Regions from separate parts of the Sus scrofa genome. Here regions 1, 2 and 3 are each linked to region 4. Evidence: chromatin contacts called from public HiChIP or PLAC-seq data. All regions are on one chromosome and are shown on one strand. Each heading gives the region's core, a stretch centred on a gene start, on an enhancer-like site or on the middle of the called end of the contact. The rest is flanking DNA. Distances are from core to core; before and after follow the strand shown.

Region 1 (3,634 bases), core at 926-3,425, 330 kb before region 4:
TCTGTGATCTGCCTTCTGGCTTCAGAGAGAGGACTCAGTAATGTGCCCAGGGAAGTGAGCTCCTGGAAGAGCAGAATTTATTTGTTATGCTCCTTTGTATTCCCAGACCAAGCCCATGGAGGCCCTCTGAAACATTGTACTTAGGCCTTCCTAATTAATATACTGAGCTGTCATGAGACTGTTCCTGTGTGTTACAGCTAAATTGTCACTTATACAAAGAATAAATTTGTAATGTTAAAGGGAAGATTAAGCCAAAAGAAGCTTAATTTTGGAGAATTTGCAAGGGTAAATTATTGAAATTTGACGACATTAATTCAAGGGTAAGAAAAAAAGATTAAACACACACACATACTGGATTAATCCCATCCTTTTTTTTTTTTTTTTAAATGTCATGAGGAAGATATTCTTGAAATATTTTAACAGGATTTAAAAAATTATTTTTATAAATTGTTGAAAACCCTGTTATGTAATGTATTAGATGTTAAAAAGCAAGTGAACAGAACTCACTGTATTAGTCTTCTTTCATAAGAACTGCTGTTTGAACCCAATAATTTCTTTAGTGGCTAAAAAAATGCTTTAAACTTGCTTGGAATTGGTTAGGGCAGGGATCAAAAAAAATTCAGTTTAAGTCCTTTTTTTATGCAAGGGATAGAGAGAAATGAAATTGTTGTCTTTTCATTAAAACATTTCTTAAAGCCCTGTTGACTGGAGAGGAATATATGAAAAACCAAATTAACTTCTTTATAAATCAGAACGAGAAACCCGTTTTTCTTAATAACTAATATAGTCATTTATTTTATGCCTACTGTAAGTTCTTTTCATATAAGGAAACCATCTCAGGTTGAAAAGACACCCAACGTCAGGGAGTTCCCATTGTAGCTCAGTGGTTAACGAATCCAACTAGGAATCATGGGGTCGCGGGTTCCGACCCTGACCTTGCTCAGCGCGTTGGGGATCTGGCATTGCCGTGAGTTGTGATGTAAGTCACAGATGCAGCTCGGATCTGGCATTGCTGTGGCTGTGGTGTAGGCCAGCGGCTACAGCTCTAATTAGTCCTCTAGCCTGGGAACCTCCATATGCTGTGGATGCGGCCCTAGAAAAGACGCACACACACAAAAAAAATAAAAATAAAAGACACCCAAGGTTATACTGCTGTTAACTGACAGGGTTCTGATTTGAATCTGTTTAGCCTGAAATCCCAGGCTCTTTCTAGCCTACTGAAATTGGGGCCAAGATATTTACTATTTTTTTAAATTTTTAGGAGTAAATTTCTAATTTTTTTTTTTTGTAGTCAGAAGTGAAGACTGTTTACTTCCTTTTGTAAACTCAATTTATAGAGCATATGAGTGATACAAATTTTATTCAAAAAGTCATAATTCATATTTTGACACTGAACTAGGCCCTCTGCAGAATTACCATGATTTAATACATAATTACAGGGCTATGGTTGAGAGGTGTTTGTTAAATGGTTGTGTGGCCTGGATATGCTGAAACCCACATTGAACACTAGGTGGCAGTCCTTCATTGCTGGACACGTTCTTTCAGGCACCATCTCCTTTATGAATATTATTAGTTGCTTATTAATTTTAATCATATTGATGTGGCATATGAATGCTCTTCATCTAGAAAGGACATAGTATCACAGATTATTTCTCATGAAGATGAAGACACATACTTTTCCGTTTCATAAATTAGGAAACTGAAGCCTAGATAATGAAAATGGCCCCCTTTGGGATTAAACTTGAAAATGGTTTTGCAGAATATATTACTCCACCAAAATATCCTTTATTTTATTTAAAGGAAACCTAAAACTACTAAATTAAGATAACCCAGGAGTCACATGAAATAATATAGGTCAAAGTTTTCAAAAGGTAGAATAGATTATTCTAATATACAGCTTTTCAGATAGACTGTGTGATAATCAGTACTTCTAACACTTGATGATATAGTCACGGCTTTATCCACTTTTACAGAAGTACATTCATGCCTACAGCCCCTTGAATCTGCATCTTTTGAGCGTGCACATAGTATTTTCTCCAATGACTGATTCTCAAAGAGTACTCATTCCTTTTCACCTGAGGCTAATGCTAAGAATCAGTAGCCAACCGTAGTTAATGCTGAATACTAATAATAGCAAAGTATCCAGAACTGTGTGTATATTTAGCATCTACAGCATTCAGTATTTGAAGCAGAGGAAAAATGGAACCACTTTGGTTTGCAACTAGGGCCCTACATGCTGCTGTGCATGTTGCACGACACAACTGCAAGTGAACTGCAGATATGCTTATTTATCACATATATATATTTTAATATATGACAGAAAATGTTACAAGGAAAGTCCAACTTTTTTTGATTTGCACAAAAGTACCAGGTCTGCTAAGGAACAGGCTTCTCAGATTTTGACTCACTGGTACTGACACTCAGTACCATTGGCATTTTCCCCAGTGGGAAAAGAGAGAAGAGCACAAGAGAGAGGTGATATAAAAATAACATTCTAAGATGCGTCTAAATTGCTAAAAATGTCAGGGTGGATTTAGGGCCCCACAGTGGAGGTAGACTGCCTCCCCACCATATCTGCTTCTCTACCACTACCTTCAGATCGTATCAGCTATTTTTTTTTTCTTGAATTCATAAGTTCCCCCTCCCCTTTAAAGCTTTATATGTTTTGTCTCTGAAATATTCACCCCAGATTTCTTTGTGACTGACTTCTACTTATTTTGGTTTTACCTTAAATAACATCTCTTCCCAGAGGGCTTTACACTCTATTCTAGTTGAAGGAAGCTCTCTGTCCCTAATCATTAACACATTTACTTATGCATTGTATTGTCTTTATAACATTTATTATTACAGGAATTATACTTTTTTTTTTATGGCTACACCCATGGCATATGGAAGTTCCCAGGCCAGGGATTGAGTCTGAGCCTCAGTGGAGACTACATTGCCTTTGGCACACTGCGCTGGGCAGGGGATTGAAACCAAGCCGCAGGGTGATCTGAGCCACTGCAGTTGAATTCTTAACCCACTGCACCACAGTGTGAACTCCAAAGAATTATACCATTTTTTTAAAGTGCTAGGAGGAGACACAGAAAGTCGTAAGTGAGCTCAGTGTCAACAGGGCCTTGTCTGTTTTGAATATCCTCAGTGTCTGCTGTGGTGCCTGGCAAAGAGAAGGAACTCAATATTTGTTGAAAGAATGGAGAAATAAATAAATTCAGCTTTTTAGGCATTAATAAATTTTTATTTGATACTGGCCACTGGATAAGTTCTGCTTTTTAAGTTTATTTATTCATTCAACAAATATTTAATAATACCATAAATATTTAAATAAATTATTTAAATAAATTGTTTAAAGAAATATTTAACAATAATATGCTATGCATATACCTGGTCCCTTGGGGTATATCCTTGAACAAAACAGACACTAATCCCTGCCCTATCAGGTCTTACATACTCTTGAGGGAGTTATACAGTAAATAATTAGCATATTATTATAATATGCATAATATTTGAAAGTGTTAAATGCTGTAGGGGAAAAATGAGCATGGTGATGAACACTGGAGATGCTCGTAATAGTGGTGGATGTAATTTAGAGGGACATGGCCAGAGTTGGTAGGGAAGATAATAATGAGACTAT
Region 2 (4,052 bases), core at 44-2,543, 270 kb after region 4:
AATATTATATATTCCTTCATAGATTCAGTGATGTATTTCAATATTACTAGACAAGCTCATCTGTGCTAGTATCAGTCTATGTTCAAATACTGTATTTTAGTATTTTAAATAAGATAGTTTCATTGTCAACAACTGCATAATTAACCCCCCAGATACTGTCATGTTAAAACCCATAATTTTCTTTTCCAAATGGGGGAGGGTTGAATCTAAAGGTTGGTAGCCACCTGTGCTAGTGTCTTAAATACGTCAGTCTATATTCAAATACTGTATTTTAGTATTTTAAATAAGACAGTTTCATCGTCAACACTGCATAATTAACCCCCCAGATACTGTCATGTTAAAACCCATAATTTTCTTTTTCCAAATGGGGGAGGGTTGAATTCTAATAGGTTTCCTATTGGAATAAAAGCCTTTTCCCCAGCTTAGAGCTCAGGCATTGCTTTGTATCTCTAGGGCCAGAAGTAGATTCTTACTTTGTAGAAGTAAATTCTTACTCCACGGTCTGAAGTAGCAGAAAGGGCTGGGTGGAAATGGTATAAAGATTTCTCTGTAGGAAAAGGCTTTCTCAGAATGGGTTCTTGTTTGATTGGAGCATCTCAGAAATACAAATCACCCATTTAAAATGAGCATTATTTATAGCAGCAAATAGCTGTCCATCATCAGATGGAATAGTATACAGCTGTCAGAAGCAGTTAACTAGTAACTATACATTACAATACAGTATTAAGTAAAAAGGTAAGAAATAGAATGAGACAATATTACATAAGCTGAAAGCATATACCTACACAAAAAACCACCACAAATTTTCTGCAGATACATACATATCAGGAACATATATCAAATATCATAATGGAGGTGCCTACTCAATGGTGAGGAATAATAATGGGGAATGGGAGATACAGTGAAAACTAAAATGAAATAAGAAAGGGACCTTGTGAAATCAAACATAGTAGTGTGCCATGAGTTAAGAAAAGTGTTTGATTAAGTCAAAGCTCTGGGCCTAAAAACCCAAAGAGTTAAAAAGAAAAAAAGAAAAGGTATACACAATGTGGAACAGAGTGTTATCAAAGGCACACTCGTTTCCCCATAGATGCTTTAACTAAATTCATGGAAACACACAAGCCCTGCAGGACAGAAAATAAAGATTAAGAAATCTGTTCAGTCATGAATTATGGTTCTCCCAGACCGGTCTTTAGTTCCTTGGCATTCCTTTCCATTCTTCTATACTAGCCAAACGGGAAGTGGAGGGCCTGGTTTCTCTATCCTGAGAAGCTAATGACAAAGCTTCCTCCTGGCTGAGGTATCCTAGAAACACTTAACTGTGTTCTTGCCTGATCAGTATTTTCCATGTTTCTCCTGTACATGCTGGCAGTAGGAAATTTCTTTAGTGTGGCTTCTATCCAGAGAATTCGAAGCCAGAGTTTTGCTCTGGGAGAGCATCCAGAGGAGTAATTTGGATTCCACGGCTGAAGAGCCCCAAACTTTAAGGAGGACCCAGAGGCTGCATTGACTGCGTCTTTGAGCCTTTGTTATTTGAAGAGGGAGAAAGGCTGGAAGTGCTCTGTCCCTGTCAAGCCTGTGTGCTGGCCTTGCTTTGGTTTTTGTTCCTGTTCTAAGAAGCCTAGATATTTGGTACCTCAAGGGCAAAAAGTGAAGCATTAACAAGAAAGGTATGTCTCTGTGTTTTAGATCTTGTCTCATCTCCAAACTGGATCAGGAGATCAGTTGGGTAAAATTTTCCTTATGAGTGCTATGAAAAGACTGAATTGTGTTTATCTTTTCAGTGTGAGAGAAATACCACTGATTGACAAAGTAAGCAGGTTCCCACGTAATGTCATAAGAGGCACCTGAAATTTCTTCCAATCTCACATCCAATGTCTCACAATAAGCCTAAAGTCCCACTCTGTTTGGGAGGATTTTTGGCTGTTTATTTTGTTCCTTTTTGCTTTTTATATGGCTGCTCCTGTGGTATATGGAATTTCCCAGTCCAGAGACTGAATCCAGGCCAGAGTTGTGACCTATGCTGTAGCTGCGGCAATGCATGATCCTGTAGCCCACTGTGCAGGGCCAAGGATCGAACTCACACCTCCACAGTGACCCAAGCTGCTGCAGTCAGATTCTTATCCCACTATGCCACAATAGGAACTCCCCATTCTGTTTTTTAATGGTAACTATCATTTAAAATATCTATAGTGGTTGCCATAGGGGAGGGGGAAGAAAGTAGGCTGAATGGGGAGTTTGGGGTTGGTAGATCCAAATTATTACATTTAGAATGGATAAGCAATGATCCTACTTTACAGCACAGGGAGCTATATATAGTCTCTTGGGATAGACCATGATGGAAGATAGTATGAGAAAAAGAATGTATATATGTGTATGACTGGGTCATTATGCTGTACAGCAGAAATTGACACAACACTGTAAATCAACTACATTCTAATAAAAATAAAATTAAATTAAAAAAATAAAATAAAATAGTGTTATAAGGTGTTTATAAAGTCACATTTCATAATTTTAATAAAACTACTAAATAGCTATTATAATTCCTAGTTTGCAAGTGAAAATGTTTCAGAGAGGTTCCTGTTTTGCCTAAGGTAACACAGCTAGGATACAGCAGACCCAAGGTGCAACCCAGGTCTGCACAAGTCCATGTGTATAGCCTAACCCCCCCTCAGTATTGGTATTAAAAGCTTAGTTTGAGATATGGATATATTTTATGCAGCAGATTAGAAGCAATGTCACCCTCAAGATCTCAGTAATTATTGATTAATTAAAATTAGTCAGATGTGGCCTCAAAAACAGTACCTTGAAAGAATGAAGCACATAAAAATTTAAATACTCCCAAACTTAGGACCACTCATTACCTAAGGAGAGCAAAATAGTGCAGCCCATAGGAGAGGCCCAATGAATAGAAATCCCCTTCCTTTCCTGCCTCATGTGAAGTGCACAGTGGAGTGTTAGGGAGAGAAGGCTGGACACCAGAGGCCCTGGATTCTAGGAGAGAGGGCGACAAAAAAAATCAAAAGTGCTCTGAAACAGTGATAAGAGAATTTCCAAGCAAACAGGGTTTTCCAAACATACCAAAAGTCAGGCCTCTCTGGTCACACAAGGACCGTTCTCTGGGCTATTTTCTAGCTAAGGCTGATGGTCCCAAAGCATAGGACAGGTTTTCGTTCTTTCCTAACTTGAGGATTTTGCTGAGAGGGAGCCTCAGCCTTGTCGTTGTTACATGTTAGGCATATTGACTTGCCCTGTGATAACAGGTAATAATAATCATAGCTGCAGTGACAGCAACCTCTAGTTAAGCACTTGGTATGTGTTAGATGCAGTGCCAAGTGCTATATATATCATCTCATTTGATTCTCTCAGCTGTCCTCAAAAGTTATATCATTGCTCCTACTACACAATTAAAACAGAATGGAGAGGTCAAGTAATTTGCCCATGACCACCCAGCTAGTGCATGGTCGTGCTAGAGCCAATTTATTTCAGACTCCAAATGTCATACTCTTGACCTTTATATTATACTCTTTGGTACTATTACCCTGATCGTCTATGATCTGGGGAAACTGAAGCACAAAATGTAAATTCATTAGGGTAACAGTTTTGTTGGCCTAAAAACATACATTTTGCTTAATTGTCCAGCTATTCATTTTACCAATATTTAGAGTGAGGAATAATAATATAATTAACATCTGCAGTGAAGTATGACAACATGGTAAACATATTTCTAGTAAATGAAAAAAGTGAACATTAAATGCAATCATAGGGTTATTTCCTATGGTTATTTATCGCCTTCCACTCAAAAGCCTTCTTTAATTTCCTCTAAACCAGGGATCCTTGGTCTTGGGTGCAAAAGGATTCATGGACAGAATTCTGGATTGGAAAATGGAGGATGTACAAAGATTTGGGTCAGAAAAGGTAACATTTTTGTTTTAATAATCTCTAATTGAAATGTATGACAAATACTGCCAACAAACTACTGTAGTATTTATGAATATCTATGACTTTGTTATCAATAGAAATTGCATATTTTACATGTGTGACAAATATCT
Region 3 (3,571 bases), core at 827-3,326, 380 kb after region 4:
GATCAAACCCACATCCCCACAGAGAAAATGTCAGATCCTTAACCCACCGAGCCACAGAGGAACTCCATCATTTCGTTTTAAATTGTTTTCAGGAATCCTGTGCATGCTGTTTGGCCAAACGTGTGTGTTTTTGCAAGTTCCTATGAAGTAAACATGGCCTCAATTCAGAAATAAATCTCATCTTGGAGAGTGATATGGGTGATCCTTAGGCAGGCTGAAGAGGAAAAATTGAGGGAAGGGAAAATTTCCCAGAGGCCCTCAATCAGAAATTCATCATCTATTTCATCATAGTCATTCTCTTCTGTATGCTCTGTATAGTATGTTCTTATATCAAGAATAGGTGAGGTATTTGTGACATTTATGACAACTAGAAGCTGTAGAGACAGGGACTAAAGAAAGAGAGGTTGTGGGAAGCAAAAAGTCTCATTTTCTTAAATGCTTCAGCTGAATTTGTTGAATGGTTTGGCTCCTCCTATAGGATAGCATGTGACATTAGGAGCACACACTTGGAAGGTACCATTCTGTTAACATTCTGGTCCTTCATTTTCCCAGCATTATGCACTATCATGTAAGAGCACACAGTCATGGGCCTTCCTATACCAGAAACTTATTCCTGGCCTTCCTTAACCCTTGCAAATAAACTGGAATATCTGGAAGTACTTTTTTTTTTCAAACTCAAAAAATGAACTACATCAAACCCAAGTGGGAAATTGAACTGAAAAACGTCCAATGTCTCCTTCCCACTCTGAAATACCATTCATTGTCCTTCCTGCAAGACTACAAGCCATTCATGTAAGTTGGCACTAACCTTATCTCACATATGACCTATAAAAACTTTAGCCCTCTTTGATTAGATAGAAAAAGAACTGCTGAATCTGGGACATAGGATAAAAGATGCGTTTGTCACTCTGGAAACAGTCAGACCACCCAGAATAGTGATTCTCACCTGTTTATTCTAGGAAAAATGTCAGCAAAGTGCGTGTCTGTTGGGGCGGCGGCGGGGGGAGGTGGCTGGTAGGCATATCAGATGGAAAGAGCAGGGGGGAGAAAGAGAGAGAAGATAAAATTCTTCATTTTATGTTGTATTATATTGCACTTACAGAAAATACGAGCAACACAGAGCTGAATTTCATATTCCAGAACCCTCATTCATTACAGTCAGACAAACTGGTAGTAATTGGGCAGCTGGCAATTATACTATAGCACCATCTAGCTCTCACTACCAGAGCCTGACATCCTAAATCCAAGCCTGGCTGAGAACTTTAGGGCTAGTTACTTGATGATGAAAGCAAGCAAAATCCCAAAGCAAGTTTATGTTTAATAGTAACATATTAAATTATTTTTTTCTCTATTCCAAACTAGTTTTCCACTGAAAATATCAAGACTTAGATTTTACCTGCTGCACATAATTTAAATGTTACCCTGGTTTGTTTGTGCTCATCAAAATTCCACAGAGTTTGCCTTGATTACCCACTATCTTCTTTGGAAAGCTATCAGTAAGGCAGTATCACAGACATAGAGCTAAAGTCAACAGATTACTGATTTTGCAAATTCCCAGGACATTAGCAAAAATTTCTAGTGGGAAAAATTGATAACATTTTATTTTAATTCACTTATATTGAAAATTATTTACTAAAGTAACCAATTGTGGTGAATTGTGCCTGCTCACCATCACTAGAGGTGGCTAGTGAGGAGGGAGGACACTAAATGTCAAAGGGACCAGAATTGGATTTCTTCCCTCTAATAAACAGTGTCATGGTGGAAACAGCATGGCCTTTGACTTTACAGACTAGGATTCGAATATTCAAACAGGCTCTTTCTAGATGTTTGAGGAGATTGACCTCCCTGAGCTATTCAGGGTTATTGCAAAAAACAGTGGCGATAACATCTATAGAATATCTAAAACTCTTTTTTGGAAAGTAGTTCTTTAGAATTCTATGTAAATACTGCTAAAACATCAAAGAGGAACATAACGGTGTGCTGGCATCTTTATGAACGTCATTAGACAGTACATATTTAGATCCTTGGTAATCTGGTGGTGATTTGCGTTGGTGATTTAAAAGGGTCTAAAGGTTCTCTATCACATTACCTTTCTTCTGCGTCAGCCGGCTTCCAAAAATAGGGACAGTGCATCCTCTAGCAGGAATAGATGTCTGAAATAGCTGTTAAGCTGTTTGATTGTCAAAGTTATAAGTATGAGGTAAATTAACCTGAAATAGAGGTAATAGTAGAGAAGAATCAAAATGTGTGACTTTATTCAGCGATGGAGACTGTGCTTGTGTACAGGATTCCTTCTGGCTTTCGGGGGGACAATTCTCTAGGGAAATAAGCAACAGACCCGCTGCATCTAGAAGCCCAAGTTTCCCACTCAGACTTTCCATTTACTAACTGTGTGGATAGAAACAAATCTACCCTCTCAGAGGCTTAATTATCTTGTCTGTGAAACAGAGATTATATTTTTACTACCTCTCAAGGCTTGTTGTAAAAACAAGAGATAATATAGCTGACAGTCCTTTGCAAATCATAAAGTTTCAGGCAAATGTTGTTCCTCTTCTCAGTGATCAATTCACTCCTATGCAGCGATGGCTGAAGCCAAAACCCAGCAGCTTCTCTGAGCCTGTCTCTCATCCAATTGCCCACTTCCTCTATCCATCAGCAAGTCCATTCACCTCTACTCCCTAAAGCACCCTGCATCTTCTTTCCATCTCTGCTGGTATCCCATCCCCATGAGAGGCACTATATCTCTTATCCCAGCTACCCAAGAGCCTCCTTTCTGAGTCCCTGTTCACACACTGACCTCACTAAGAATCATTCCCAAAAAAAGACCTTTAAAAAGGTCAGAGTGACCTTTTTAAACATAAATCAAGAGGCTACCAAACATTACATACCTCTTTATGGAAGTATTTGATGACCTTATCATATATTTTTTTTTCTTTTTAGTCCACACCTACAGCACATGGAAGTTCCTAGGCCAGGGGTGGAATCAGAGCTGCAGCTGCCGGCCTCCACCACAGTCACAGCAATGCCAGATCCTAGCCCCATCTGTGACCTACACCACAGCTCACAGCAACACCAGATCTTTAACCCACTGGGTAAGGGGAGACCAGGGATCAAACCTACATCCTCACAGACACTATGTCAGGTTCTTAACCCACTGAGCCACAACGGGAACTCCTTGTGAAATATTCTTGATAAATAAACCTGAACATGCTCAGCTCTGCCCACTTCTCCATTGGTACCCAATTCCTCAATACCCCCACCTACTGAGCTCCAGACTCCCTGGCCTTAACCAAGGGAACTCCTCATTGACTCATTTTAACTCCTGTTAACACTCTAACTATTTTCAATTGTTTATCATTCTGTCTCTTCCCAGTAGAATATAAGCTTTATAAGGGGGGGGGGATTTTCTATTGTTTCTCTTTTTTTCCACTGTATCTCAAGCTCCTTGAATAATGGCTTTCACATAAGAGCTTTCGATAAATATTTGTTAAATAAATGAATTCATTAGTCTGATGAGTCTAATTCTGCTCTGCCACTAACTAGGAGTGTGACCTTGGGAAAGAAAGTCACT
Region 4 (3,582 bases), core at 130-2,629:
TCCCCCTAATAAGGGAGTTCACTATAAGCTTTTCTTGAATAATCATCTTTTTGCCAATGGCTAACTATTATAGGCATTGAACTTTTATGAATATTTTTGTTGATGGAGGAAAAATGCCCTTCACTTTTCTCTTGACCTTTCTGGCACTCCCCAAGATAAAAGTGGATCCTCCTGCTTAAGTCTAGTTTTTGTCTGAGGGGTGACCAACCATACTAGTGACTCTGGACTGACCAGCAAGCATCTTTCTGAAAAGTCTCTCTCAGCTGGGAGAGCTCTGTGACTCTGGGCCTGGCTGTTGACCTAATTCAGAGGGGCTCCTATTTTTCAATCTACTTTTTATGATAGCAGGCTCTCCCACTGCAACAGGGCTGTGTACCTGGGGCTGCTGCCCTGGATGTGTCTGAGGTGGTGTTGTTGTGATTCCCAGTGTAATAGTTCCTGGAGCAGATTGTTTCTAAGATGAAGTAATATGACTTCTTGTAAAGGGAGAGGCATTAGCTCACTTTTATTGAGGTGCTTAGCTCTGCTTCACAAGGAGGAAAACTCCAGGACTACGAGATTGTTTTTTCACGACCTCCTCCTCTATCTCTAGTTTTTGTTTATGCCAGCTCCTCCCTACATTCCTCCACCCCAGAGGGACTTCTGATCTGGCTTCCAGCTTCCTCACTGACATCTCTGCTTCCTTCTCTCAACCACACAGGAATGCAGAGCTAAGCCCTGTGTCAGGTCTCATAATGCTGTATTCCACTGCTTGGTCATCCTTTTATTAATAACCACCCACGCTGTTGCTGCAATTGTTCCTTATATATTGGATATTCTGGTAACCTTACTACCTAATTTAATTCTCTAACAGATTGGAGTGGGGGGGCAGCTTCTATTATTCTATTTTTAGATAGAAGTGGATGCTTGCCTAGAGACAGGAACACACTCAGCTATATAGTTTGTAAGTGGTGGAGTAGAATTTTAACCTTGGTTGACGCTTAATTTTTAAAGACTATGTGATACTTCCCCTCTTCTTTCATCTTAATCCCCAGTTCCTAACTGTGGATTGGTATTTCTACTTCTCCCTGAAAAAGAGCACACACAGCTGATACCATGGGCCACAGGAGAAGGACACCTGCCTGGGGACATATAATCCTTCTGGCAGGAACATTTGAAACCCAGCTCTCCTGAAAGTTTACTTAGCTCATCCCTCTGTTTCTAGCCAAGTCTTTCTGACAGGTAGGAACCTCGTCTCTTAGACAAGGTACAGCAAGGATGGCCACACTGTAGCTAGTGGGCCTCCCTCTGAAAACTCCTGGCCATTTCCTCAGGGGAGTTTTCTGGGTAGCTTATCTCTGCAGCCTCATGACTCATTTCTTCTTTTCGAGTCGGTTCCAGAGGAAATTTGCTTCTATGGTCAGAGGCCAGAGCATACTCCAGCCCTCTCTGGAGAGAAGCAGAGTCAGAGAAGAAAGAGATTTCATAATGTAGTAGTGTTGGTTGTTCATTGCTGAGGAATCCGAGGGTTGGTTTGCATTTATCCTGGGTGGAGCTCCCAGCAGCTGAGGAAGGCCTGCTGTAGGAAGAGGAAGGGCTCCAAGGGAAGGACTTCTGGGGACCAAGGAGGTAGAGAAGTCGGGGAGGCCCCCAGAGCCTTCACTCTCTTTTGGCCCTTCTGAGAGCACAAGATTGAGCCCTAAGCTTTCAGCACCTGTGGTCCTGCCAGATTTCAGAGAGTGTGATAGGAGTGACTGGCCAACCTAAAGTCAAGTGAATGAATAATGAGTGATCAGTGGAAGAGCAACTTGATATCAAATGTTCCACCTGATATAAATTTTGAGAGGAAAGCTTGCAGTCATGGCTTTAGGATCAAACAGTTTCTTGACCTATTTCTCTTTGTAAAACTATTTTTCTTCTCAAAAGGATTAGAAGATTTCAAGTTTTTCCAAAAAAACCTTTATAAACTCCCCAGAAGTGTTTCAGTGAAGTTGTAAATTGTACTTTTTGACCATAAAAAAAAAAACAAACAAAAAAACACAGTAGCCTTCAAAGGAAGGCATTGGTGAATTTTGTAACAAAGACTAAAACTGAGGCCAAGTGTCCCTGTTCCAGTCTTGACATTTATCTGGAATCGGGTTGTGTGTACCATTAAACTGCACGACTCAGCATGCATGACAAGATTTTTTTTCTTTGCGTTGGTAAGCCTACTTTAGCATTTTGCATACAAGAAGATTTTGGTGGGGCTTTGCTACTGCTTCATCCCACACAGATAATAATGGTAAAGTCATTATGAGTTAACACTTTTGGAAGTCTTTATCTCTTCAACCAGATTGTAGCTCTGAGTAAGCAGGATCCTTGTCTTATAATAGTTTGATTTCCCAAAGCTTAAAATTAGGATAATTTTACTCATTTCCTTCCTAGAGAGGTCAAGGGACCAAATTTCTCTGTTGCAGACACTGTTGGTTGCCTGCCAAAGGTTTGTTTCCTTCTTTCTACCTTACCGTCAAGCTCTGATTTTGGTTGTGTCCTTTGAAAGGTTATGTCCTTTTTAGGCACTGAGCTCTACCTAACCACAGAGGGTGAGACTTCATTGGTCTAGGCCAACTGTGGTGGCCTTGTCTTGTGTAAAAATTGTTTTAAGCCTGGGCAGATTGTGTTGATTCTGGCCATTGAGACATGGGGGTTGTCTGATGGAGGGACATAAGGTGGGGGCATTCCTTTTTTCTGTCTCTGAAGATTGTTGACATTATCTGAGGCCTGATCTACAGAAGAGCTTAGAATTGGGGGGGAAAGCTGCGGAAAAGCTAAGGTAGGTCTGTGGTATTTCCATGTCAATGAATTGACCTTTGCTGAAACTGTCCCACCTCCAGACTTCACATAATATGAAACAATCAACATTCTTATTATTTTCAGACACTTCTATCCCTTAGATCTTCTATCCTTTGCTGTCCATAACATCTTACACAGCCTTGTTCAGAAAGGTGAAGTTGATGGTTGGGGAAGTCAAGGTAAAAGGCTCCTTTCTTTTTCACATATGATGAGAAAGGAGGGAGCCATGTTTGAATGGCAGTTTTAGCCCATCTGTCTCCTAAGGCAACTTCTCTGCTAATACTCTGAAAAGACCTGGTACTAGTGGGAAAGCTAATTCTGAAGGTTGAGCTGGTTCAAAAGGAGAATACATTCAAGAAGTATCAAAGAAAGGTGTTCTCCCATCTGACCAGAGGCAGAACTTGCTGTTGATACATTTCTTCACACCAAGAAGAGATTCTAGCCAGGTGTGCCCTGACTGCTTGTGGATATTTTTGTACAAACTTGATTTCAAAATGTGACCCTCATCTTGGCAAGTTGAGATGGAGACAGAGCAAGAGATGGGGGGGTATGTGATGGTGGGGGTGAAGTGGGACAGGAGCTCTGTAGCTCAGTGCAGGGCCATGCTGATAAGCATACATCGGACATGAGGGGCAGTGGACACTTTCTAGGTTGGAGTTTTAAACATAAATACATTTATCAACTTAACTGATATTCATTGAGCACGTGGGACATGTCAGGCACTGTGTGAGGTACCTGAGAAAGAAGGAAAAATGGTCTTTGCTTATAAGG

The links. HiChIP or PLAC-seq counts read pairs in DNA pulled down with a chosen protein or histone mark.
Region 1: a contact with region 4 is called in an H3K27ac HiChIP or PLAC-seq map of skeletal muscle, with 2.9 times the contacts expected there. The contact joins two enhancer-like sites. A contact is called at or near these places in 2 of 2 datasets of contacts at active chromatin or transcription factors (alveolar macrophages and skeletal muscle).
Region 2: an H3K27ac HiChIP or PLAC-seq map of skeletal muscle shows a contact between it and region 4. The contact joins two enhancer-like sites. A contact is called at or near these places in 2 of 2 datasets of contacts at active chromatin or transcription factors (alveolar macrophages and skeletal muscle).
Region 3: a contact with region 4 is called in an H3K27ac HiChIP or PLAC-seq map of skeletal muscle, with 9 times the contacts expected there. The contact joins two enhancer-like sites. A contact is called at or near these places in 3 of 47 Hi-C or Micro-C datasets (psoas muscle and skeletal muscle) and 1 of 2 datasets of contacts at active chromatin or transcription factors (skeletal muscle).

The regions. Positions count from the first base shown.
Region 1 is chr4:81,652,641-81,656,274 of Sscrofa11.1, forward strand. The region is part of intron 1 of NME7 (nucleoside diphosphate kinase 7); the gene reads left to right. Among named protein-coding and RNA genes, the nearest start is that of NME7, 15 kb to the left of the region's middle. Within about 2 kb of position 2,176, at least 3 of the 83 cell types and tissues checked have an H3K27ac peak or open chromatin away from gene starts, as enhancers often do. A contact at or near this core is called in skeletal muscle, where this site is marked.
Region 2 is chr4:82,253,903-82,257,954 of Sscrofa11.1, forward strand. No RefSeq gene overlaps it. Among named protein-coding and RNA genes, the nearest start is that of DPT, 32 kb to the right of the region's middle. Within about 2 kb of position 1,294, at least 6 of the 83 cell types and tissues checked have an H3K27ac peak or open chromatin away from gene starts, as enhancers often do. A contact at or near this core is called in skeletal muscle, where this site is marked.
Region 3 is chr4:82,361,110-82,364,680 of Sscrofa11.1, forward strand. It overlaps LOC106510102, which reads right to left. Exons shown (of 9, transcript XR_002343354.1): 2 at 2,090-2,210; 3 at 947-1,011. Among named protein-coding and RNA genes, the nearest start is that of XCL1, 73 kb to the right of the region's middle. Within about 2 kb of position 2,077, at least 2 of the 83 cell types and tissues checked have an H3K27ac peak or open chromatin away from gene starts, as enhancers often do. A contact at or near this core is called in skeletal muscle, where this site is marked.
Region 4 is chr4:81,984,267-81,987,848 of Sscrofa11.1, forward strand. No RefSeq gene overlaps it. Among named protein-coding and RNA genes, the nearest start is that of ATP1B1, 49 kb to the left of the region's middle. Within about 2 kb of position 1,380, at least 24 of the 83 cell types and tissues checked have an H3K27ac peak or open chromatin away from gene starts, as enhancers often do. A contact at or near this core is called in skeletal muscle, where this site is marked.